Linked DNA regions of Mus musculus: all the other regions are linked to region 1. The links are chromatin contacts, called in public HiChIP or PLAC-seq and promoter capture Hi-C maps. All regions are on one chromosome and are shown on one strand. Each heading gives the region's core, a stretch centred on a gene start, on an enhancer-like site or on the middle of the called end of the contact. The rest is flanking DNA. Distances are from core to core; before and after follow the strand shown. Region 1 holds the start of Atp8b2 (ATPase, class I, type 8B, member 2). Region 2 holds the start of Hcn3 (hyperpolarization-activated, cyclic nucleotide-gated K+ 3). Region 3 holds the start of Dpm3 (dolichyl-phosphate mannosyltransferase polypeptide 3). Region 4 holds the start of Scamp3 (secretory carrier membrane protein 3). Region 5 holds the start of S100a6 (S100 calcium binding protein A6 (calcyclin)). Region 6 holds the start of Efna3 (ephrin A3). Region 7 has its middle 4.7 kb from the start of Gm23269.

The links. Promoter capture Hi-C pulls out the DNA fragments that hold promoters and counts their contacts. HiChIP or PLAC-seq counts read pairs in DNA pulled down with a chosen protein or histone mark.
Region 2: a contact with region 1 is called in a promoter capture Hi-C map of pre-B cells, with 2.9 times the contacts expected there. The contact joins the promoter of Hcn3 here to the promoter of Atp8b2 in region 1. A contact is called at or near these places in 5 of 39 promoter capture datasets (the C10 cell line, hippocampal neurons, liver and 1 more) and 1 of 115 datasets of contacts at active chromatin or transcription factors (large pre-B cells).
Region 3: a contact with region 1 is called in an H3K4me3 HiChIP or PLAC-seq map of forebrain, with 7 times the contacts expected there. The contact joins the promoter of Dpm3 here to the promoter of Atp8b2 in region 1. A contact is called at or near these places in 4 of 39 promoter capture datasets (cranial neural crest, embryonic stem cells, hippocampal neurons and 1 more), 1 of 115 datasets of contacts at active chromatin or transcription factors (forebrain) and 1 of 9 other capture datasets (adipose tissue).
Region 4: a promoter capture Hi-C map of pre-B cells shows a contact between it and region 1, with 4 times the contacts expected there. The contact joins the promoter of Scamp3 here to the promoter of Atp8b2 in region 1. A contact is called at or near these places in 4 of 39 promoter capture datasets (cranial neural crest, embryonic stem cells, hippocampal neurons and 1 more) and 2 of 115 datasets of contacts at active chromatin or transcription factors (large pre-B cells and memory CD8 T cells).
Region 5: a promoter capture Hi-C map of pre-B cells shows a contact between it and region 1, with 5 times the contacts expected there. The contact joins the promoter of S100a6 here to the promoter of Atp8b2 in region 1. A contact is called at or near these places in 3 of 39 promoter capture datasets (cranial neural crest, pre-B cells and stem cell-derived epiblast-like cells).
Region 6: a promoter capture Hi-C map of liver shows a contact between it and region 1, with 5 times the contacts expected there. The contact joins the promoter of Efna3 here to the promoter of Atp8b2 in region 1. A contact is called at or near these places in 14 of 39 promoter capture datasets (the 3T3-L1 cell line, the C10 cell line, cranial neural crest and 8 more), 2 of 484 Hi-C or Micro-C datasets (cerebral cortex and embryonic stem cells) and 4 of 115 datasets of contacts at active chromatin or transcription factors (embryonic forebrain, embryonic stem cells, forebrain and 1 more).
Region 7: a promoter capture Hi-C map of pre-B cells shows a contact between it and region 1, with 2.6 times the contacts expected there. The contact joins the enhancer-like site here to the promoter of Atp8b2 in region 1. A contact is called at or near these places in 6 of 39 promoter capture datasets (the C10 cell line, cranial neural crest, embryonic stem cells and 3 more) and 2 of 115 datasets of contacts at active chromatin or transcription factors (forebrain and memory CD8 T cells).

The regions. Positions count from the first base shown.
Region 1 is chr3:89,961,889-89,964,970 of GRCm38.p6, reverse strand. Atp8b2 (ATPase, class I, type 8B, member 2) reads left to right here and starts at 1,633. Exons shown (of 28, transcript NM_001081182.3): 1 at 1,633-1,814. It also overlaps the pseudogene Aqp10-ps.
Region 2 is chr3:89,158,677-89,161,924 of GRCm38.p6, reverse strand. Hcn3 (hyperpolarization-activated, cyclic nucleotide-gated K+ 3) reads left to right here and starts at 1,768. Exons shown (of 8, transcript NM_008227.1): 1 at 1,768-2,140. The coding sequence starts at 1,866.
Region 3 is chr3:89,264,670-89,267,780 of GRCm38.p6, reverse strand. Dpm3 (dolichyl-phosphate mannosyltransferase polypeptide 3) reads right to left here and starts at 1,320. Exons shown (of 2, transcript NM_026767.4): 1 at 1,175-1,320; 2 at 702-1,052. The coding sequence starts at 1,047. The coding sequence ends at 769.
Region 4 is chr3:89,175,575-89,178,700 of GRCm38.p6, reverse strand. Scamp3 (secretory carrier membrane protein 3) reads right to left here and starts at 1,310. Exons shown (of 9, transcript NM_011886.3): 1 at 1,044-1,310; 2 at 634-711. The coding sequence starts at 1,109. It overlaps Gm45927 (predicted gene, 45927), which reads right to left. Exons shown (of 19, transcript NM_001310017.1): 11 at 2,966-3,056; 12 at 634-711. Clk2 (CDC-like kinase 2) reads right to left here. Exons shown (of 13, transcript NM_007712.4): 12 at 2,966-3,056; 13 at 1,614-2,307. The coding sequence ends at 2,122.
Region 5 is chr3:90,611,503-90,614,519 of GRCm38.p6, reverse strand. S100a6 (S100 calcium binding protein A6 (calcyclin)) reads right to left here and starts at 1,626. Exons shown (of 3, transcript NM_011313.2): 1 at 1,294-1,626; 2 at 616-777; 3 at 106-329. The coding sequence starts at 753. The coding sequence ends at 198. S100a5 (S100 calcium binding protein A5) reads right to left here. Exons shown (of 3, transcript NM_011312.2): 3 at 2,740-3,009. The coding sequence ends at 2,866.
Region 6 is chr3:89,321,571-89,324,790 of GRCm38.p6, reverse strand. Efna3 (ephrin A3) reads left to right here and starts at 1,852. Exons shown (of 5, transcript NM_010108.2): 1 at 1,852-2,085. The coding sequence starts at 1,958.
Region 7 is chr3:89,195,059-89,198,092 of GRCm38.p6, reverse strand. No RefSeq gene overlaps it. Among named protein-coding and RNA genes, the nearest start is that of Gm23269, 4.7 kb to the left of the region's middle. Within about 2 kb of position 1,457, at least 351 of the 459 cell types and tissues checked have an H3K27ac peak or open chromatin away from gene starts, as enhancers often do. A contact at or near this core is called in forebrain, memory CD8 T cells, pre-B cells and 1 more, where this site is marked.

The DNA.
Region 1 (3,082 bases), core at 384-2,883:
CTAGTCCTGGCTTATGGGAAGAGGTGTGTCTAAGAGCCACCTCTGACCCCTCCCTTTGTCTTTCCATTACAGCGCTGGTAATGGCTGGTGGTGGGTGCCTCCAGTGGCTCCTATGGTGGGGGCCACCCTGGGCACAGCCGAATACCAGCTCCTGGTGGCTCTGCACCATCCTGAGGATTTAGAACCATTTCCAAAGGTGATGGCATCTCAACTCAAGGCTTCAGACTTGGTTACTCTAGCTCAGCTGGAGTGTAAGCTGTGACAAGGACCAATCTTATCCCACTCTGCAAGAGCACCATGAGCTGGCCAGCACGCAAGACAGATATTCTTTGTATTACTATGCCAGACTAGGACACTTCTGTTTACCACTCCTGAAGGACTCCAGACTGGTCTTCTACCCTGGGAGCTTCCAGGCACGCAGTTCCTTAAAGGAGCCGCCAGAGGGTGTGCACGCTGGCTTTGGGAAGGTTTCTAGAATCGGGTGGGTGGAGGGATCCTAGGATCCTTTGAGGGGTAGGGCCTGGGAGCTTCTCGAGAGAAGCTTGGTTTCCTCTACTCTCCCTTCTTCACTTTTTCGTCTTAAGACGAGGTCTCCCTATGGAGTACTGAAATCTTCTATGCAGACCATAACGGCTTTGACTTCAGCGTGTTACTCAACACACCTAACAAGAGTGAATCTTTTTTTTTTTTAATGGTTTTTCGAGACAGGGTTTCTCTGTATAGCTCTGGCTGTCCTGGAACTTTTTGTAGACCAGGCTGGCCTCCAATTCAGAAATCCGCCTGCCTCTGCCTCGGAGTGCTGGGATCGAAGGCGCACGCTGGGACCAAAGGCATGCGCCACCACGCCCGGTTTAAGAGTGAATCTTTTTAACAAACAAAACCCAGTTTAAGTTTGACTCGGAAGTGATGGAGCACGCCTAGGGTCTCTGAGAATTTCAGGCCTTTCAGAGCTACATAGTGAGACATCCCCTCCCACTGACTCAAAACAACAACAACAACACAACAAAACCACTCGTACTTTGTGGCATTAGGGATTTGATTTAGGGCCTAGGCAAGGGCTCTGCCTCGGAGCTATCTTCCTGTCTTCTGGCTGCCAGCTCGGGAAATCTCTACGTTTCCTACCTTTGGCCTGACAGGAGCGCCAACGACCTCAGATAGTTCTTCGAGGTGTGTGTGTCCGCGCGCGTAATATACCACCCAAGGGAATGTGGTAAGGGGCAAAGTCAACTACTTATCGTCAGGAGAACCAAGTGGAGAAACTGAGGCACAACTCCCAGTCAATGCATAGCTGTGCCTTTTCAGGAAGTGAAAGGCCTTGAGATGAGCCAGGGCGAGGAGGGAAGCACAGCAGAGACTTGGGCTAGAGAGAAGTGTGCTACGGGGCTTCTTCATCACTACTCCCGCATCAGGCTCCTCCCCGAAGATGGTTTCTGGCAGAGAAAGCAGCATTCGCTCGGTTTCTGGCTTCCAAAATAAAGCAGCAGCATCCCAGCGTCCTCCAGCCTCGCCGATTGTGTGCGTGTCCCGGCTGGAGCTTGGGACCCCCCCCTTCCCTACGCACCAAGATGGCGCACGCCGCGCCCCTCACCTCCCCAAAGCCCCTCCCGCCCCCCGCCCGTGGCCGCAGCCGTCACTTCCGCCCCGCGGCCGAAACTGACACAAAGTAGCGGGCCGGGGCCCCGGGGGGGTCAGGAGAGCCGGGCTGCTGTGGGGGGGCGGGAGCCTGCGGGCAGCGGAGCCGAGCGCCCCCGCCCCAGCCCCCGGCATGGGCCGGACGGGGCCGCCGGGCCGAGCGCCGCGCGCGGAGCGCTAAGGTAAGGCGCTGCCACCGTGGGGCCGGGGGTGTGGACCGGGAGGGTCGGCTCTGGGAGGCGCGGGCAGCGGTGCCACGGGGAGCGGCTGTGGGAGGCTGGAGAGAAGGGCTACCAGGATGGAGAGAACCGGTAGCTGTGCGCAAGCTGGGAAAATGGGGCCCCGAAGGGGCGTGCGGAGCTGGGGTGTGAGGAGTAACCTGGTGCCAGCCTTTAGGTGCCTAGAGAGGGAGTTTGGGGCTGATAGGATTTGTCCCGGGAAGGTGGAGGTCTCTCTGTGCCCCAGGAAAACCAAGGGTGCCAGGGATGTTAGCTTTGGGAGCTCAGAGCTGTGTGGTGGGTCCTGGATACTGTCCTTGGAGAGGGAAGGAAGGTGGCCTCCGGTATTATTGTTTTCTCCTGTCTCGTCTATCTGCTAGCTTCCCCTGAAAAGGCTCTTGGTTGGAAAGGAGCGGAGGCCAGACCCAGAGGAGGAGTCTTTTTTCCTTCGTGGAGCGCTGCCTCTTTCCCATGGCTGGCTATTTTTATCCCAGATGTGGCTGCAGAGGGGGCTGGGGTAGGGTGACGGGGCAAGGCGACGTGGCTGGTGGGCCTAGTCGGTTTAGAAAACCAGGATATCCTGAGAGGGGGACCTTGTTACTGCACCCCTCTCGAGGATTGGGGCCAAAGTTGTTCTCAGTCTCCCCAGGGTCCTAGAGGTAAAAGTACTTTCCTGATCTGTATCCAGACTTGACGCTTGATGGTCAGCTTGCTCCACTGTTAACTCTTTCCAAGAAGGAAGACCCAGATGTTAGGGCTAACGATGCTTGATAGCCTCCCACTCGAGTGGGGCTGGGTAGGAGCCAGCAATGCCCACCCTGCATCCTCTCCTTTAGCGTCTGGTTCCACACTCCACCCTCCCCGTGACTCATGCTCTAGATTGGGTGGAGACCCTGGCTGGGGCCCTGGAAGAGGGTTTGGCATCGCCAAATTGTTCATGAGGTTTTTCTTCCAGAGCCAAGGGGGCAGCCACTGTTGCTTGCCACAGTTGTGGAGAGTCAGGAGTGAAAAGGACTTAGTGCCCCTCAGGACTGTCTGCTCTGAGGTCAAGGAGGGAGTGCACATTAGTGAAGGGAGAGCGGGAGAGGATGGCTGGGCTAGGACCACAGTCAGTAATTACAGAGATTGGGCAGACAGGCAATTAGTATCTCTTGGGACTGACAGGCTAGAGGCAAGGGAACTAAGGAGGGGCAAGGCTTTCCATCTGAAGGAAGAGGAGTTTCCTGTGGCCT
Region 2 (3,248 bases), core at 519-3,018, 800 kb after region 1:
AGCACTGGCTGCTCTCCTAGAGTGAACCAAGTTCAAGTCCCAGCAACCACATGTGGCTTATAACTCTCTCTAACTCCAGTTCCGGGGCCTCTAGTGCCCTCTTCTCACCTCTGCAGGCACCAGGCACACACACATGGTTCATAGAACAGACATAGGAACAAACCCCTCAGACAGATAAAGTAAACAAATACAATTTATAAGTAATTGAAAGTTGCTGAGACTAAGTTCAAATTTTTAGTGATTGGTAAGTTTCACTAAGGAGCTTAAATGTATTTCTTTTTTCTTTCTTTCTTTCTCTCTTTCTTTCTTTCTTTCTTTCTTTCTTTCTTTCTTTCTTTCTTTCTCTTTTTTATTTTATGTATAATATAAAACCAGAAGAGGGCATCAGATCTCATTACAGATGGTTGTGAGCCATCATGTGGTTGCTGGGAATTGAACTCAGGACCTCTGGAAGAGCAGTCAGTGCTCTTAACCACTGAGCCATCTCTCCAGCCCTTAAATGTATTTCTAAAATGGAGACACTTGGAAGGACTTTAAGAAAACTGAACAGTGTCATGTGGATGTAGAAAGTGTACTTGGAGACTGAAACATGAATTTGTCTAGGAGAATTTGGTGAAGACTTCTTTTTTTCTTTTGAGACAGTCTCTTTATGTATCCCTGGTTGTCTTAGCACTTACAATATAGCCCAGGCTGGTGTCAAATTCACAGAGATCCACTTGCTTCTGCCTTCCAAGTACTGGGATTAAAAGACTGCAACACCAAGTCCAGCAGACTTTGAAAATTATTAAAAACTTCTGAGACCAGGTAGAGTGGCACACATTTGTAATCCCAGTGCTTGAAATTCAGAGGAAGATCAGAAGTTCAAGACCAGCCTGAGCTACAGCCCATGTCAAAAACAAAATGTAAACTTCTTGAAATAATTTAGTTGGAGATTATGACGGTTTATCTCAGGCAGTGGCTGTAAGAAGAGGAAAGAAGCTGGGTGGTGGTGGTGCATGCCTTTAGTCCCAGCACTTGGGAGGCAGAGGCAGGCGGGTTTCTGAGTTCGAGGCCAGCCTGGTCTACAAAGTGAGTTCCGGGACAGCCAGGGTTACACAGAGAAACCCTGTCTGAAACAAAACAAAACAAAACAAAACAAAACAAAAAAGTTGTTCTACACGTAAAGCTCAGAAAGGCATGTAGTATGGTATTTCCTTGGTTGTTGATCTGTTTATGGAGATGAACCATTGACTTAGCTAAGATTTCTGTGCTCAGTTTTGCATCCTCAGCATGCACTCAGTGAATGGTTTTGCTAAAGGTTGTCTTAATGAATTAGGAAACACATACTACAGAAAGCAGTTTAGAGGATCTCTGGCATAGCAAGACTCCTAGGAGAGTGCTGAGAAAGGACATGGTCAGAACAGATTCCCATTCTGTCCCTGACCCTCAGGAGGTCCCCAGGCTGCATATGCCCTAGTGAGTTTCCCGCCTCCAGAAGCAAGCTGAGCACTCCCACCACACAGACACACAGACACACACACAGACACAGACAGACAGACAGACAGACAGACAGACAGACACACACACACACACACACACACACACACACACACACAGCACCCACCCACCCTCAGGACCCCTAAGCCACGCCCTCTCGGGAAAGTGTGGGCAGCAGTTGTGCCAGCGGCCCGCCCCGCCCCGCCCCGCCCAGTCTCACGCAGCCCTCGCCAGGGGGCGCAGCTCTCGCACGTCTGTCGCCTGCACACGCCCCCTGTGCCCCGGGCGCACGCGGGTCGGAGCTCCCCTGCCTGGGCTGCTCTCCCAGAGACTTGCGCGCCCGCCATGGCCCTGGACCGGTTGGGGAGGCCCTACGAGTGAGGGCAATCATGGAGGAGGAGGCGCGGCCGGCGGCGGGGGCCGGCGAAGCGGCGACCCCTGCACGCGAGACGCCTCCTGCGGCTCCGGCCCAGGCCCGCGCGGCCTCAGGTGGGGTGCCGGAGTCTGCGCCCGAGCCGAAGAGGCGGCAGCTCGGGACGCTGCTGCAGCCGACGGTCAACAAGTTCTCTCTCCGGGTCTTCGGCAGCCACAAAGCAGTAGAAATCGAGCAGGAGAGGGTGAAGTCCGCCGGGGCCTGGATCATCCACCCCTACAGCGACTTCCGGTACGGGGGGCTCAACGGGGAGAGCGAGGGACACCAGTGCTACCGGCCGGGTGGAGTCACCTCCCCCAACCCAGCCTGGGAATTCCTAGGCGGGTTTCCCCGAGGTCCTCAGTGTTTTGTCAGGTTAGGGAAGCATAAGGGACAGCGAACATCAGGTAATCTCCGAGGACTTAGTGCACCCAATGCAGGAACCTCAATGACCACAGAGAGCATCGGAGTTTGGAAACCTTGCCTCTTTTCAGTACTGTTTTCTGGGGATGTGGGAAATTATATCATGCCCCAAAGCTTGGAGACCTGAGGAAGAAGCCTAGTTCCACTCTCTACCACGCTTTAACCACACACCGAGCACTTGCCCAGTTCAGTAGAACAGATCAGGGACGCTGGGAACGCTGGAGAAGAACAGGGGTCAGTCGGGTCCACAGCTCTGTTTGCTGTCCGTGGTGCTGAAGGCGGAATGCGGCTGGGCGGGGCGGGTACTCAGAAAGATTGGGAAGGAAAGCAGGGGCTCAGCCACCGCCCAGGTGTTTCCCGGAGAGAAAAGGGACAGAGAACTGGGATGTAGCCATTTCACTGTCCCCTTCAGGCTGTACGTCTACATCAAGGTCGCTAGGGGAGAAAATCAGCCCTGCCCTTGGGGACAGTGAAGGACAGCTTTCAGTTGAAGAAATGAGGTGTGTCTCTGGAGCTTGGAAACACAATCGGAGGCCCAGACAGTATCTTCCATTCTCAAACATTCACTCCCTGTAAATAGTCCCCTATTCTGCGTTGTTCTTTCCAGTCCTCTTTATTCTTTCGCTCTCACCTGCCTATCTGTTCTCCAGCAGATCCCCTCCCCTCCCCCAGTTCACCCTCAGACATATCCCCAGAAGCCATATCCCCCTCAGAGTTGTGTTGCTTCGCAGTCCTCTACCACATCACCCGCTGGGCTTGTGACTGCCTGTGAGTCAGGCTGTGAAGATGCTCTGATGGCGCGGCCAACCTTTCCTCCTCTCTCCCAGTGTCTCACAGTGCAAGATTTCTCCTCTGCAGCTGTGGAAGGGGAGGAAGAAACATCAGGGGTTTGTTGCTGAGTGAAAACATTCAAGTCTGAGGGGCATTCGGGGGTGGG
Region 3 (3,111 bases), core at 71-2,570, 700 kb after region 1:
CCTTTAATCCCAACACTTGGGAGGCAGAGGTAGGCGGATTTCTGAGTTCGAGGCCAGCCTGGTCTACAGAGTGAGTTCCAGGACAGTCAGGACTGCATGGAGAAACTCTGTCTCAAAAAACAAACAAACAAAACAAAAAAACAACCAACTTGAAAGCTGTGAAGAATGGAAGGAAGTTAGGGACCCATGCTTCCTGCGCAGCCTTGTATGGGAAGCCTCGCAGCACTTCCAAGGTTGAAGCTGAAGCGGGAGGACCACAGGTTGAGGGCAGCCTGGGTAGCACGACAGGGTTGGTTGTAAGCCAGGTTGAACTACTTATTAAAACCATATATATTAAAACCATATACACAAGTAAACAAACCTGTTTTGGGGATATAGTTCAGTTGTGGACTTCCAAGTTTGAAGCCCAGCATGACATAAACTAGTCTAGTCATGGTGGGTTTAGCCTGTAATTAGAGACGTTAGAATCGAGATAATCCACAGCCATATGGCTGGGGTCAAGGCCAGTCTAGGGTACATGGCATCCTATTTCAAACAGAAAAAAAATCTTGAGAAGGGAACAGAACACCATCAAAATGCAAAGCTAAGTAAGGCCTGGTAAGGTGGTTCTCCTGCCCCCTCACCTCTTGACCTCTAGTATATAGAATCCCCATCCCACCCCCCACCCCACCGCTATCCTCCATACTCAAAACTACACAAGATTAGAAAATAAAACTGCATTTTAATGCGGAATGAGGAAAGATGTCCAGACTGGAATGGGTTTAGGTGTCAGAAGCGCAGCCCCCTGCGTGCTAAATCAGCTCGGGCCTCCACGATCTGGCTCTGCAGCTCTCGGGCAGCGTCCTCGCAGTCGTGAAATGTAGCTACGCGATAGCCCACCGTGCCCAGGGCATAGCAGCCAGCGGAGACCAACAGGTAGGCAGGCAGTGGCCACAGGACCTCTCGGCAGGGGAAAGGCAACTCCAAGCCCAGTGCTCCCATGGTCAGGGCAGCCCAGGCAGAGCCCAGGAGAGCCAGTCCCCAAAGCCACTGTGTTAACTTCGTCATGTTGGCTGCAGGGAGAAAAATCAAAGCTAAGGGTTCTTTCTACCGATCCCCGCTCTGCATCTGACATTTATTCCCAGTCTCCGCCACCCATTTCCGTCTTTCCACTCTGCCCGCCACCTAAGCGTACCTCCGTGTGCCGCGCTGACAAGGCCCGCATCAGCATCCGGAAGTCCCTTTCTACTACCGCCCTTTTTCCGGGCTGCCTTCTGGGAACTGTAGTTCTTAGGACAATTTCGGCCGCGCTCAGATCCAGGTTGGTTATACACTGCTCTTCGAAAATCTGAGTTCAGAAGAGTTTTTGCCGTTTTGTTCTGGAGACCCACATCGATACCGGCTGGAACTTGTGGACAATCGGAGGATACCCCGAAACGCTGCGTTAAGATGGGAATGTTACATCGCCCCCCTTAAACTAGATTCTCCAGTGCAGAAAGCCCACTCATTCAATTATTCAAGCATTCTTCCAACACACCCATCAATCAGCAAACATGAACAGGCCGCCTCACACCTGCTAGGCAAGTTCTCAACCACTGAGCCCTTTTATATTTTGAAACAGGATTTTACAGAGTACCCGGAATAAACTTGAACTCCAGTCTGAGATCCTGTCTTGAAGAAATAGGCTGGTCATGTCAAATTGAACTGCAAATCACAGGCCCATATACCTGTGATTCCAGGGCAATTCAACAGAAGAAGAAAGAAGACCATGACCATTACAGGATATGATAAAGGGTTGGTTGCTAGGGGATGGAGAGGTGGCTCAGCAGTTAAGAGCACTGGCTGCTCTATCAGAAGATCCTAGTTCAATTCTCAGCACCCACATGACAGCTCACAGCTGCCTGTAACTCCAGTTCCAGAGAATCTGACACCCTCACACAGACATACACGCAGGTGAAACATCAATGTGCATAAAATAAAAAAAAAATTTTTTTTTAATAAAAAGGGGTTGGTTGCCTTTAGGTAGCAATAACAGTTTAAATAAAACAAGGGGGTTTTCTTTGGCTTGATTTTTGGTTTGTTTGGGTTTTAAATCTTTATTTATGTGTGCATATGTGTGTCTATCTGAGCGTATACTGGATACATTTAGGTGCCTGCAGAAGCCAGAAAAGCTGGAGTTACAGGTAGTTGTGAGCTGTCTGACACTGGAGCTAGGAACCAAACTCAGGTCCTCTGGAAGAGCAGCAAGCACACTTAACAGCTGAGCTGTTTCCAGCCTGGTTGGTATTCGTTTTGTTTTGAGACAGAGTCTAATGTAATGTATTCCAGGCTGGCCTAGAGCATGGGATGTAGCTGAGGATGGCCCTGAACCCTTGTTACTCCTGCCTCTGCTTTCCCAGTGCTAGAATTAAATGTGTGTGTTACCAAACCTTCCTTAAAGCAATTCTGTTGTTGGAAAAACGAGTAAATGAGGAGTGAAAAAGTCCTGAGGACATCCACATGATCCCAAGGCTCAGGAGGCAGGGCTGCTCCAAGTTCAAGGCCAACATGAACTACATAAGGAAGGCCCTGATTTAAAGGGAAAAAAATCTAGTCTGAGTGGATTGAGGGTCCACTTGGAAATCACAAAGCGGGGACAGAAGTAGACTGTAACTCCAAGACCTCACACAGACTCACGTGCAGGCTAAACACCAGTGCACATAAAATAAAAATTAACAAATGTTCAAAGACCCATTGTTCAAAGCTTTGTAGCTGGATTGGAAATTTAGTTTACTTTGGTATGTCAAAAGGGAATCCAGAGGGGCTGGAGAAATGGCTCAGCAGTTAAGAGCTCTGGCAGCTCTTCTAGAGGATCCTCTGAGCTCCATTCCCAGCACCCACATGATGTCCTTAACCATCTGTAACTCCAGTTTCAGAGCGTCTGACAACACTTTATGACTTCCCGAGGCACCAGACACATACTCAGACATACATGCAGGCAAAACACCCATCCATGTAAAATAAAAGAGAAACAAACCAAACCCTTATTTCCTCAAAGCCTTCAATGTTAATCAACAATTATTATTTATAAAACAAAAACAAAAAACATGTTACTGAGACAACAGACAAGAGTAAAATGTGCCGTTTTCTTTT
Region 4 (3,126 bases), core at 61-2,560, 790 kb after region 1:
TGGAGGTCACATGACAACTTATAGGAGTTTGTTCTCGCCTTCATCACCTTCTTGGGGGACTGGCTGAAGTCAGGTTTTAGTCTAGGCTGCAAACTGAGCCTTTACCCATTAATCCATCTGACTCTTTGTTTTTTGAGGCAGGGTCTCACATGCCATCATGGTCTCCAACTTGTTACTAGCTAAGGGTGACTTCTTATACACCTGCCTCTACCTCTCAAATGCTAGGATTATATACTCGGGCCACCATACTGGGTTCATGTAGTGCTGAGGGCTAGGGTAGTGCACTTGGTAGGCAACACTCGACCAACTGAGCTACATCCCCACAGCTCCCCCACACCCTTACTTTCTTTTACTGCCCTCCTCATATGCCCTCTGATCGCACGGGTTTCTCAACTATGACTAGCCCCAACCTTGATGCTCTTCAAACAAGTCTTCCCTGGACCGACTTCTTTAACTCAAAACTAGATGACCCTTTTGTCCGAGATTAGGTTTGGCTTGGCTAACGTCTCTCGGGAAGCTAAAAGCACACCACTTCATCATTTGGTTGCATTAACAAAGTCCCCAGGATGCTCAGACAGAGCTCATGGTACACTCGGCTTTCCCTGCTCTTCTGTGCTCCCTCTAATTGCTCACCTCTCGGTTCTCAAAGGGGTTGTAGACGTCCAGCGTGGCATACTGCTGGCTGGGTCGGTGCTGGATCACAGCTGGGTCCTGAGAGCAGAGACGGGGCTCAGCGGGCAATCGGTGTCAAAGGAATTCCTAGGAACTTCCCGAAACTGCTCGTGGTTCCAAGTACTGAGCCTTTGGTGCCACGCCGTTGTTCCCAACATTTGCCTTCAAGTCTATCACTCTACATAGCTAGAACCCGCTCATTAAAGGGGCAGAGCCCGCAACCCTTTAGCTCCCCATGTTCACTGGTCTCGAGCTACCGCCACCTTCACATAGCGACACTTCTACCCTGGGTCAAAAGTCACAAATGGGAATAGCATTCCGACCCCACAGAACAGTATGCAGACTGGCCAAAGAAGGCCGGCGCAAATCACCTGAAAGGGATTGTCAAGCTCGCCGGAGTCGGGGAATGGATTCCCGGTGTCTCTGCTCTGAGCCATGTTTGCAAGTGAACCCGGCCGCCCCTGCCCTACACGCCCCTGCCCCGGCAGTACGGCGGTGGCGGCCCAAAGAACTCCCTCCGGTGTGCTTGGTCCACTCGCTTCCCTGTGCTCCAATTGGTTGAAACAACCGGAAGAGTCGCGAAGATTCCCGCAGCAGCAGTGGACTGCGCCTGCGCCTCAGTTGGGGGGGGGGGAGGAAAAAAAAACCCAAAAGCGGGAAGTACCGCACGTGATATCCCTAAGCCAGTCTCCGCAGCCCAGAGTCACACTTCCTCCACGTGACTTCCTAGCAGGCATGAACTACATATCCCAGGTAGCTTCATGTTAAGCAGCTCAGAAGGTATCTTTGCGCACAGGTTAGTGGCGGGAAGCTCAGTTTTCTTCACGGGTTTCTGGATCTATTGAAGGGCATAACTTCAAGGCTACTGTCACTATCCATTTATTTACAGGGCCAAAGCTATTTCCTGACATTCACTACTCTAGATCACACAAGTTCTACCTGATTGCATCTACTTTAATTTTTACTACCTCAGAATACAAAGTGCATATAAGTGACTCTAAGTTGGCAGGACAAAGAGGCCTTTATACCCAAATTCAGATGGCTACCAATTATTTCACTCCTTCACCCCAGTACCCTCGAACCTCAAATTCCAGGGATTGGGGGGGGTCAGATGAAGCATGTCATTTTATTTCACAAAGACTGTACAAAATCCCTTATAAAACATGGGGTAGACACCACCTGGTTACGTCATTCTGCCCCCCATCCACCTCCACATGAGGGGCAGATGAGGTTGGGAGAGTGTAAATAGTAGTATATACATGTCAGGGGTTGAATCGATAGGTACAAGTTCTGTCATATTTACACTATTCCACATATTCACAGGTACAAAGGAGCCAGGGGCTGGAGAGAGGGCAAGTTCTGCCTCTGTTCTTTTGTATAAAAAAGCACCAGTGTCCTGGATTGGACACCCACTGCTACACAAGGAGCAGGGGGCCCAAAGCCTAATTGTCACCGACTGATATCCCGACTGGAGTCCCACAACTTGGTGTTGGGTGGCTCAGTCCGAAGGCAGGCGAAGAAAGGATGCTGAAGGGCTTCACCTAAGGTCAGCCGCTTAGCAGGCTCATACTCTAGCATATTTTCAATCAGATCGAAGAGCTGGTGGTGGTCCTCTGCCTCTGAGGTCAGATACCGCTGGTGGAGGGCAGGAAGAAGGTAAGGCAATGCCTTACAAACTTCATTCTCTTTCTTTCCTTTTCAAGACAGGGTCTCACTGTGCAGTCGAGGCTGTTCTGGAGCTACGCACTGCAGCTGACTTGGAACACCTGCCTCGGCCTCACAAGAGCCTCTCGAGTGCTGGGATTGCAGGCCTGTGTCACCTACGACTCCCTGCTTCCTCTAAAGCCCCACTTTTGCTCTTTAGAAAAAGAACCAAAGTTCGGCTTGCATGGAATTTGAAAGCTACCTTATCACAACATTATGTGGTCATAATATTTCTGATATTACAGCTCAACCTACCTTCCCACTAGCACAATTAATCCTTAATATTCTGTTTTACTTGTATATACTTGTCAACCTCATGACTCTTCCTTAGCTCCACATTAAAGTGTAAAGTGTAAGCTTTTCAAAGGTAGTTTATTCTTTTCTGTCTGCTTTCCTCTGGTTGTCTATAGATGAGGTTATCTGTGAACCCTCGATCTCCTCTGTCCACCGTTGACCAAATTATCTTCTTTCAATGTTCCTCCCCCTCCTGCCCTAACCTCCACTTAGAAAATGCACTCCAGGGACCAACCACCCGAAGAAAGAAGCAACCTTTAGATGGTGGACAGTACTTCTCCCTGGCCAGGCTCACCCGCAGAGGTTTGCAGTTCTCACGAACGTAGCGCCCGGCTGAGGTGTTCTCATCCCAATCCAGGCGACCCCGATAAAAATATTTCTGTTTTCTGGAGGGGAAGGGGAGGTTTGTGCATCAGAAGGCTCCATTTCTATAAAACCCTTTCCCTTGTTTACCCA
Region 5 (3,017 bases), core at 377-2,876, 650 kb before region 1:
AGCTACTACTCCCAGAGTTTAACTGTGACTAAGACCACTGGATGGTGGGTCCAGCAGCAAGGCAGGAAGCAACTGGAAATCAGTGGGAAGCCAGAACACATGAGTAGGCATAACAAAAACGAAATATTTATTGTATAACTACCCACCACTGGATTTGACCGAGAGAGGCCCCCGGAAGTCATCTCAACGGTCCCATTTTATTTCAGAGCTTCATTGTAGATCAAAGCCAAGGCCCCCAGGAAGGCGACATACTCCTGGAAGTTTACTTCCTGATCCTTGTTACGGTCCAGATCATCCATCAGCCTTGCAATTTCAGCATCCTGCAGCTTCTAATACATTAAGAAGGAGAAGTCCACACTCAGTGGTGGCCAACACCCTAGATTCCTTACCCCTTCCCTGGAAGTCCTCTCTCAAACAAGTGCTCGTTGGGACCAAAGATGGGCCTTCAGCTTGGGTTTACCTTGATTTACTCTCCTCAGCCCCTGCTCCTCCCTCAGGGGACAGGGCAGCATGGAGGCATACGAGCATCCCTCCACAGGAAGTAAGATCAGGAACTGTGATTAAATGCCACTCAGATGAGAGGCAGGAGGGGGAACCGGGACAGGGGCTACTCACGGAGCCAATGGTGAGCTCCTTCTGGATCAACTCCTTCAGCTCCTTCTTGCTCAGGGTGTGCTTGTCACCTTCCTTGCCAGAGTACTTGTGGAAGATGGCCACGAGAAGGCCAATGGCCTGATCCAGAGGGCATGCCATGACTGATCACTGGGCTAGAAGAAGCTGTTTGACAGAGGGGCTAGTCAGTGCTGCTGATAGCAGAGAGTTCTCTCACCACCCCCCTGCCTGAGGCAGTCAGTCTCAAGCCAACACAGGTGGCAGCCGGGGCAACTTAGGTGAGGGATATAAGAATGGAAGGGGCTTTGGGATCTGTGAGCACTGTCCTCCAGGGCTTCCAAGAGAACTAGGGCATATGACTGAGCAAGGAAGAGAATGGAGAGTGCCCCTGGGCACCTCCTGACATAGCCACACACTGGGACGATGACACACCCAGGGCAAACCCTCCTGCACCCCAGAAGAGCAGACTCAGGTTGCCGCCCCATAGGGATGCATTAGCCTCTGGGTTTGCCTGATACAACCCACCTAATCATGGCTCTCCCTGCCTCCCTGGGCTCCGAAAACTTGGATCCCAATGCATTCCACCCACTGAGCCTGCAGAGGCTGACGGGGGAAGGAAGTGGCTTAACCCCTTGCCCAGGAGCAGAAAGACCCTAGAGGGACCCCCCAGCGAGAGCTCACCGCACGGTCGACAGCGAAGCGCCAAAGGAGTGGTCGAGGGGATGGAATGTGTCGCAGTCTGGCCGGCCTTATAGTGGCCAGCATCCGTGAGGTCCGCCCAGGGAGTGCTGGCACGCCCCGACCCCACCCAGCGCCTGAGGCAAGGCAAACGAACATCCCAGCCCCCTCAACTTTCCACGCCCCTGTTGCCTGGACTGTCCAGGATTAGGAGCGGAATGAGGGAGTTTAGCGGGCCCTAACGGGCCCAAAGGAGACCAGTGCAAGCCAGAGGCATCAAGTTTTCTCTAATTCCGTGTTTAGTTTTCCCTTCTGGCACGTGACTCGAAACTCTGGCTTGTGTGCTGAACCTTCTGCCAGCCCGAGAGCAGTGTCCTTAAAGTTAGCATCAGTGTGAGGGGGACTGGGAACCACACTGATGCTGTTGCCCTCTAGTGGCAAGGTCCCCAAGTGAGGGAGGGGAAGCAGTCTGTCTACCACATCCTCTAAGAAATGGTTCTCACTCAACCTGACTAATGCTGCGGCCCTTTAATACTGTTCTTCAAGTTGTGGTGGTCCCCCAATCATAAAGTTATTCTCGTTTCTACTTCATAGCTATAATTTTGCTACTGTTATGAATCTTAATGTGTATATCTGTGTTTTCAGATGGTCTTAGGCAATTCCTGTGAAAGGGGTCTCAACCCACAGGTTGAGAACCACTGGTCTAAATCTTGATATATAGCTAAAGACGTTGATCCCAAAAGGTAGAATTTTGAGCCTTGTATCAAAGGGGGCATGGGGAAAGAACACAGTCTAAAAGATTTTAAACAGCATCCCCCACCAACCATAAATTTCTAGCAACATCACTCGCCTCCTCCCACTCACTGCCTGGATTTTCATCCTTAGAGCAGCTTATGCATGAATGTGCACATAGTAGAGCCAAGCCCAGCGAGCATTCTCAGTTACTCATCTCAAGTGAAAAGTTTTGAACATTTTCTCCTGGGGTGGGGGGGGGTAATGGGGAGGAGTCTTGAGAAGAGGAAGTTGGTAGGGTGTGGGGAGGGATTAGCATCCTGAAGTCACTCTTCAGTGAGTAATGGGAGGGGTGTTCCTGGAAGGGAGAGGAGAAGGGCTCCTGGGGTGGTCTCCTGCGGGCTATCCCCAAGTCAGACCTGCGGGACCATCACTGCTGGGCCACAGCCCATCCCTCTGGCCTCCTAGCTCTCACGGCCTTTTCTCTTGTTTTCTCTGCATCTTTGCTGTCTGGGCAGCTTTGTTATTTTACAGGAGTGCAGAACAAAGTCAGGACACCTCCAACAATGTCCATGATGAAGGACTGCCAGTGAAGAGGGATGAGAGCCCAGCTCCTGCTATCCACAGACCACCTGTGTGTGGCCCAAGGCTTAGTGGTCCAAAATGTCTGTTCTCCCCTGCCTCAGCCAAGACACAAACCACCTTAAAACCAGTGCGTGTAATGGATAAGGCTTTATTTCTCTGCTGGAAGGATCCATCTGGGAGAAAGAGAAGGGCAGGGGCCATAGGAGGGGCAGTTAAAGAGGCTGCAGAGGTCAGGATCAGGAGCTGCCAGTGTCCTGGTCATTTGTTGTCCTCTAGGAAGAAGTCATTGTAGGCCATGCACAGCGTGGTCAGGAACACAGAGTACTCCTTGAAGTCAATCTCCTGGTCGCTGTTTTTGTCCAGGCTCTTCATCAAGTTATCAATGCTGCTCTCCTTCATCTTCTACAAGG
Region 6 (3,220 bases), core at 603-3,102, 640 kb after region 1:
CCCTACCAATAAGTACATTCCCAGTTTGGAGCCCAGATTCTAGAAACAGAAATCTTAAGTTTTCAAAAAAAAAAAAAAAAAAAAGTTCTGGACCAGTCCAGCACCCTGCACTCGTATGCTTGTGGGCAGGCTACCCGGTGACGCTGCCTTACAGAGAGACGCTTACTTCTTTGAAGCAAAGGTATGGCACAGAGGGGCTGAGGCTGGGGCTGGGGCTGGGGCTGGGGCTGGGGCTGGGGCTGGAACTCCCAGGAGTAGGCAGTTAGCATTATTTGGGTGAAGCAAATCTCTTTGGGAATGAAGAGAGCTGTTTGCAAAGTCCCTCACTCCCATCTCAAAGGGCCTCATTTATTTTCTGGCTCCCAAGAAGAGAGAGAAGGTATCTCCCAGGAGTGGAGAGGTATCCCAGGAGGACAGCACCCACTCTTGCCTAGCAGCAGGGAGGCATGGTACCTACTGTGCATGCGGTGCCCTTCCCCCAAGGCAGGCGTGTGGTCAGGGCCTTGTACTGCCAAAGGTAACTGACTGAGGTGCTGCTATCTTTCCTACCTCTTGAAACACAACAAAACAGCAATGTGCCTGCCTCCCTGGGCACAGGTGCTGTGGGTTCTAAGAACCCAGTAAGGCCCGGTTCTGCTTTGTCTTTCAGTCTGGGCTTCTGGGAAAGAGACAAGATAAGGGGTGAATGCCTAGTAGATCTGTATTCTGGATCCCTCACAAAGAGGGTCAATCACATGGGAGAAGAGTGTGTCTGTATACGTCAGTGTCTCTGTCTAGGGGCCTATGTTTACACCAATTTCTACTCTATAGGCACCTTGTGTGCCTAGATTGGACTGTATGTCAAGTGTCCATTGCTCCTGTTTCTGGATATGGACACCTTTATTTTTTTTCTCTCCCATCGCTGTGTGCATGTCATCTTTGTGCCTGTATGTCCCTAAGAAGACAACTGCTGTGGCAAGTGCTGGAATATAAGGTGCCCTCTGTCCTTAGAGAAAGCATCTATGGAAGCAGGAATGAGCGTGCCTAAGGACATCACTGAGGGAATCGGAGGCAGTGAGGGGACCTCTGTGGGCTTTCCAAGAAGACTGCTCCATTCCTGCCTGGCTCCAACTCGCCTTGGCAACTCACCACCACCAAATACCTTTGCCCTGGATTACCATAGAAGGCTTAGGCTTTTTTTTTTTTTTTTGAGACGGGGCGGGGGGTGGGGGTGGGGGGACACGGTCTCGCTGCGTAGCCCTGCCTGGCCTGGTACTTGTTACACAGACCAATGTAGGTGCCCTCGAACTCACAGAGATCTGCCAGGCTCTGCTTCTAGAGTGTCAGGATTAAGGAAGTATAGCTACTGTGCCCAGCCCCCAGAAGGTGACACTCTGGGCTGAGGTGTTCTGGTTTGGCTTCAGGTGAGGGCCTTCAGGCAGCCAGCTGTTAGCTCTTGGTACCACCTGAAGGCTTCCCCATCTTGTGTCCATTTAACTCCTTGCACACATGGAAAGGGGTGGAGGAAGTAGAGGTCCGATATGGGTCTACTCTTGCTTATTCCAGACGTAGATCTTCGCTCAACGCCCCCACACTCTATGGAGAAAGGTGTGGACCTACACCAGATGTATGTCCAGGTCTTGGCTTCCAAATCCTTCTGTGAACTCCAAGCTTGGGGGACCTAAAGACGCAAACCTCTGCAGCAAATCACCTAGGAGAGAGGAGAGGCGCGTTGTTCCTAAAGGGGCTACACAGTATGGGTCGCCCACGCGCGGCGCGCTCTGGGCTCAAGTGGGGCGGAGCCCCGCGTGAGCGCGCCAGGGGCGGGGCTTCGGGGGCGCGCCCAGAAGGGCGGAGGGAAGGATTGTGGGCGTGACTAAGATTGGGGGCTGGCAGCGGCGGCAGCAGGGAGCTGGGAAGCTGAGAAGCCGGGAGTGCGGGGCTCAGTCGGGGGGCGGCGGCGGCGGCGGCTCCGGGGATGGCGGCGGCTCCGCTGCTGCTGCTGCTGCTGCTCGTGCCCGTGCCGCTGCTGCCGCTGCTGGCCCAGGGGCCTGGGGGCGCACTGGGAAACCGGCATGCGGTATACTGGAACAGCTCCAATCAGCAGTGAGTCGGGGACCCGGAGAACCCGTGCGTCCCGCGTCAGTGATGGGGGAGCTGGTGGGCCCGAGAAGTCCTAGGGGAACCTGGCAGCAGTCCTGGGAGACAGGCTTGGTACCGAGAGGCGAGGGAGAGGGGACGCACTATGTGGGCGTCTGTGAAACTCGGGGGTGTCTGAGAGAAGCTGTTGGGGCATAGTAAAGAGCGCTCTGGCCGTGCGGAGGAGGCTGTTGGGGGTCCCTAACCCCATCTTGGTTTCTCTCCACACTCGCCAATGGAATAGTGTTCTCTGTCCCGTAGTCTCCCCCACCATCCACGCTCCTTTTGGCTAGGTTGAAGTCTGTGAGTACCGGTGTGCTAGGGATAGGCCGCTGCGTTTGGGAGCTGAAGGATGACCTGTTTTCAGCCTGTAATGTTGATGGGGTTCTGCTTAAGACTCTTGGTTTTAAAAGTGGGGTTCGGCATTAAGGCAGGAACTCCGATTCTCCACCTCCTCAGGACGAAGGGTAAGGGGTTGCTCTGGTTGTGTGAATAAGCCCTGCTGGGGTGAGCCGGGCCAGGGTCGCGAAGTTGGGGGGCCCTAGGAACGCAGGGTACTGGTGAGAAGGAAGAAGGCAGAGATGTCGGCATGTCACACACACACACACACACACACACGCACACACACACACACACACACGCACTGAAGCTAGGGACGGCGTATGGCACTGAGTGTGAACGGGCGTGCGCGGCTGTCAGTGTGCGTGTGTCTGTGTGTGATTTGTGTGTCTGCGTCGGCGACCGTCTAGGGGTGGGAGCGGGCGGCGGATCGGGGAGGGGGCTGCGGTCGGTGTCCGCGTGGCCAGTCTTGTCTGGGCTGGGGTGGCTCTTGGCGCCGCCGCGGTCTGGGCGGGTGTCAGGGCGGCCGTGTGGTTTCCTCCGGTGTGTGGCGCGGCGGCTCGGTGCCGGCTGCCGGACCGGGCCATCATTCTGCACAGTCCTTGCTGCCCTTGTCTTCTCCCTGCCGAGCTGTCGTGTGTATCACTCTGGCCACCTCAGTGTATTGGTAGGGGGATCCCTGGGGACACGGGGATCACTGTCACACCTGCCCGGGCGGTGGCGGCAGCTTTGCTTCTGACTCTCCGCCCTGGGGGCCGACTAG
Region 7 (3,034 bases), core at 208-2,707, 770 kb after region 1:
CTGTGATGATCTACATCTAATCTTAGGCAGAAGCCTAATTTTGTTTCAGTAGGAACCTGATTGTTGGCCTGGTCAGTGGTGGCCCACACCTTTAATCCCAGCACTCAGGAGGCTGAGGCAGATGGATCTTTGAGTTTGAGGTCAGCCTTTTATACAGAGTGAGTTCCAGGATAGTCAGTGTGACACAGAGAAACCCTGTCTTAGAAAGAAAGAAAGGAAGAAAGGAAGAAAGAAAGAAAGAAAGAAAGAAAGAAAGGAAGGAAGGAAGGAAGAAAGAGAGAAAGAGAGAAAAAAAGACAAATTTTACTATGTATCCCGGACTAGGACAATCTAAGTAGGTCAGGCTAGCCTCAAACTCAAAGAGCTCTGTCTGACTCTGCCTCTCAAGTGCTGAGATTAAAGGCTTGCATAACGATGCCCAGATCACCTCTTTTTAAAACCTTTCTTGTGTTTTTTGGTGGGGCAGGAGAATGATGGCACCTGTGTGGAGGTCAGAAGACAACTTTGTAGAGTTTGTTTTTTCTTTCTGTGTTTACAGTGTGTTCCAGCAATGGTTGAGCCTTTTGGCCCGCCTTTCATCCCCTTTTAAAAATTAAACTTATATTCTGTTGTATTTACTTAATTATTGTATGTGAGTGCATGTTCCCAGGTGCACGCTGGCAGCCACATGAGTGAGTAGGCTTCCTCTTTTCCATGTTAAGTATTTTAGGGACCAGACTTAAGTTGTCTGGCTACTACACAATAGCGTACTCCCTGAGCCTTTACCTTTTCTTTATTTGTAAAACACAAGTCTTTTTGCAACTGTTTTGGTTTGTCTTTGTAATACACAGCATAACTAAAACACAACTTGAGGAGGAAAGGGTTCATTTCATATTACGACTCCCAGACACAATCCATCACGGGGGAAGTCAGGTTAGGAGCAATAGCAGAAACTGGAACGATGACTGTGCCCCATGGTTTGCTCTGCTAGCTTTCTTAAACCCAGGACTACCTACCTATCCAGGGGTCGAGTAGTACCACCCGGTGCTCTGGATCTTATTATCATACCAATCAAATATGAAAAATATGCTCCACAGACTAATCAAACGGAGATGATTCCTTAGATGAGGGTCTTCCCAAATGTCTAGGTTTGTGTCAAGGTGACAAAAACTAACTAGCACAGCAACTAATAATGATAACAGGATGGTTCCGTGCAAATGCTGGAAAGGAAAAAGTTAACGCACCAAACTCAGGCAGAATTGACCAGTATCAATTCTGCCTGAGGTCTAATCAGAGAAACAGCAGCCCCAACCGGAGGCTAAAGGAAATCACAGCAGCCAAAGGCAAGTGGGCGGGACGCCATACGGGAGCGGGGCGTGGCGTGAGGCGGGGGTGGGGCGAGGTGTAGTGTGAGGGTGGGGCTGTGGGAGGGGCCTGAGACGAATGAGGCATGAAGATAGAAGTTACTAGAGGCGAGGGCTGGGCGTGAGATTCGTCTGGGGGAGCGTGAGGTGGGCAAGGCGAGTTTCCCTCAGAGCCTGCTGGGTTAGAGCTGCAGTACCAAAATGCGCAGGCGCGAAACTGGAGGCTAAGCTTTCGGTTTAGCGAGGAGGTTGAGGCTCCTTAGAAAGTGGGATCCCAGGCCTTCTCTTTTCATTGTTTCTCCTGGGACAGAGTCGTGTAACTGACCCGCGTTGTTCTTAGTCTATAATGTAGACTACACAAACAGGGGTTGAGGCGAGGGTGGCTGATGCGCCACTGTGTCTGTAGGGCCAAGCACTGCGAATAGGTTAGGAGAGGCGATTGGGTTTGCACAGTGAGCTTACCCTGTGCGATCGGATCAAGATTCCTGAGTTTACTCCTTAAGGAACCTCAGCACAGGGAAGATTAAGTCTCCAGAAACTGCCCTGGTGAGGCAAGGTTCTTTACCTCCTACTTGTTTTTGTTGTCCTGGCTGCATACCAACCCTTCCTGAGGCTACACTCTCCTTGTGAATTATTCAAGAGCCCTTGCAGCCTGATATCATCTCTGGGCCGTGACTCTTCCTTTTCCCATTCCTGGAGGGCATCTTGCTGTTCCCGCAGTAGTAAGAACCTAAAACTCTTTAGATTATTTTGCTGCCACTTTGGGGCGGTTTTGGTTTTAATATTTTGAGACAGGGTGTCCTGCCTGGCCTTGAACCCTCGATTATCCTGCTGCCTCAACCTCTCAAGTGCTCAGTGAGAGCCACCAGGACTGGCATACTAAATGTTAGCTAAAGATAGATACGCTGGGGGCGGGGGTGGGGTGGGGTGGATAGATACACTGTGTTAGGTTCAATGAGCAAATCCCTGATTTGGAACTTAGAGTCTAGGGTGATGCTAAAGGCGGGGGTGGGGAAGTGTGCTGGAGAGATGGCTCTTCCAGAGGACCCCAGGTAGTTTGTAGTATCCACATCCAGTATCTCCCAGCTGCTGCTAACTCCACCTCCAGGGGATACCAGCTCTCAAGTGGGTATACACGTAATGAAAATACATCTTAAAACTGAGCATAGCCCACCCCTGAGTAAAGCAGAAAAACAGGTAGATGTCTGCGCATTTGAGGCCAGGCTAGTCTACATAGGAGTTCTTGGACAACCAGAGCTATGTAGAGAGACTCTGTCAACAACAACAATAATTGTGATGGTTTGTAAATGCTATGCCCAGGGAGAGGCACTATTAGGAGGTGTGGCCTTGTTGGAGTAGGTGTGTCACTGTGGGTATGGGCTTAATACCTTCACCCTAGCTGCCTAGAAGTCAGTATTCTGCTAGCAGCCTTCAGATTAAGATGTAGAACTCTTGAAAGGTGGTGGTGGCACAGGCCTTTAATCCCAGCACTTGGGAGGTAGAGGCAGGCAGATTTCTGAGTTTGAGGCCAGCCTGGTCTACAGAGTTCCAGGACAGCCACGGCTACACAGAGAAACCCTGTCTTGAAAAACCAAAAAAAAAAAAAAAGATGTAGAACTCTCAGTTTCTCCTGTACCATGCCTACCTAGATGCTGCCATGTTTCTGCCTTGATGATAATGGACTGAACCAC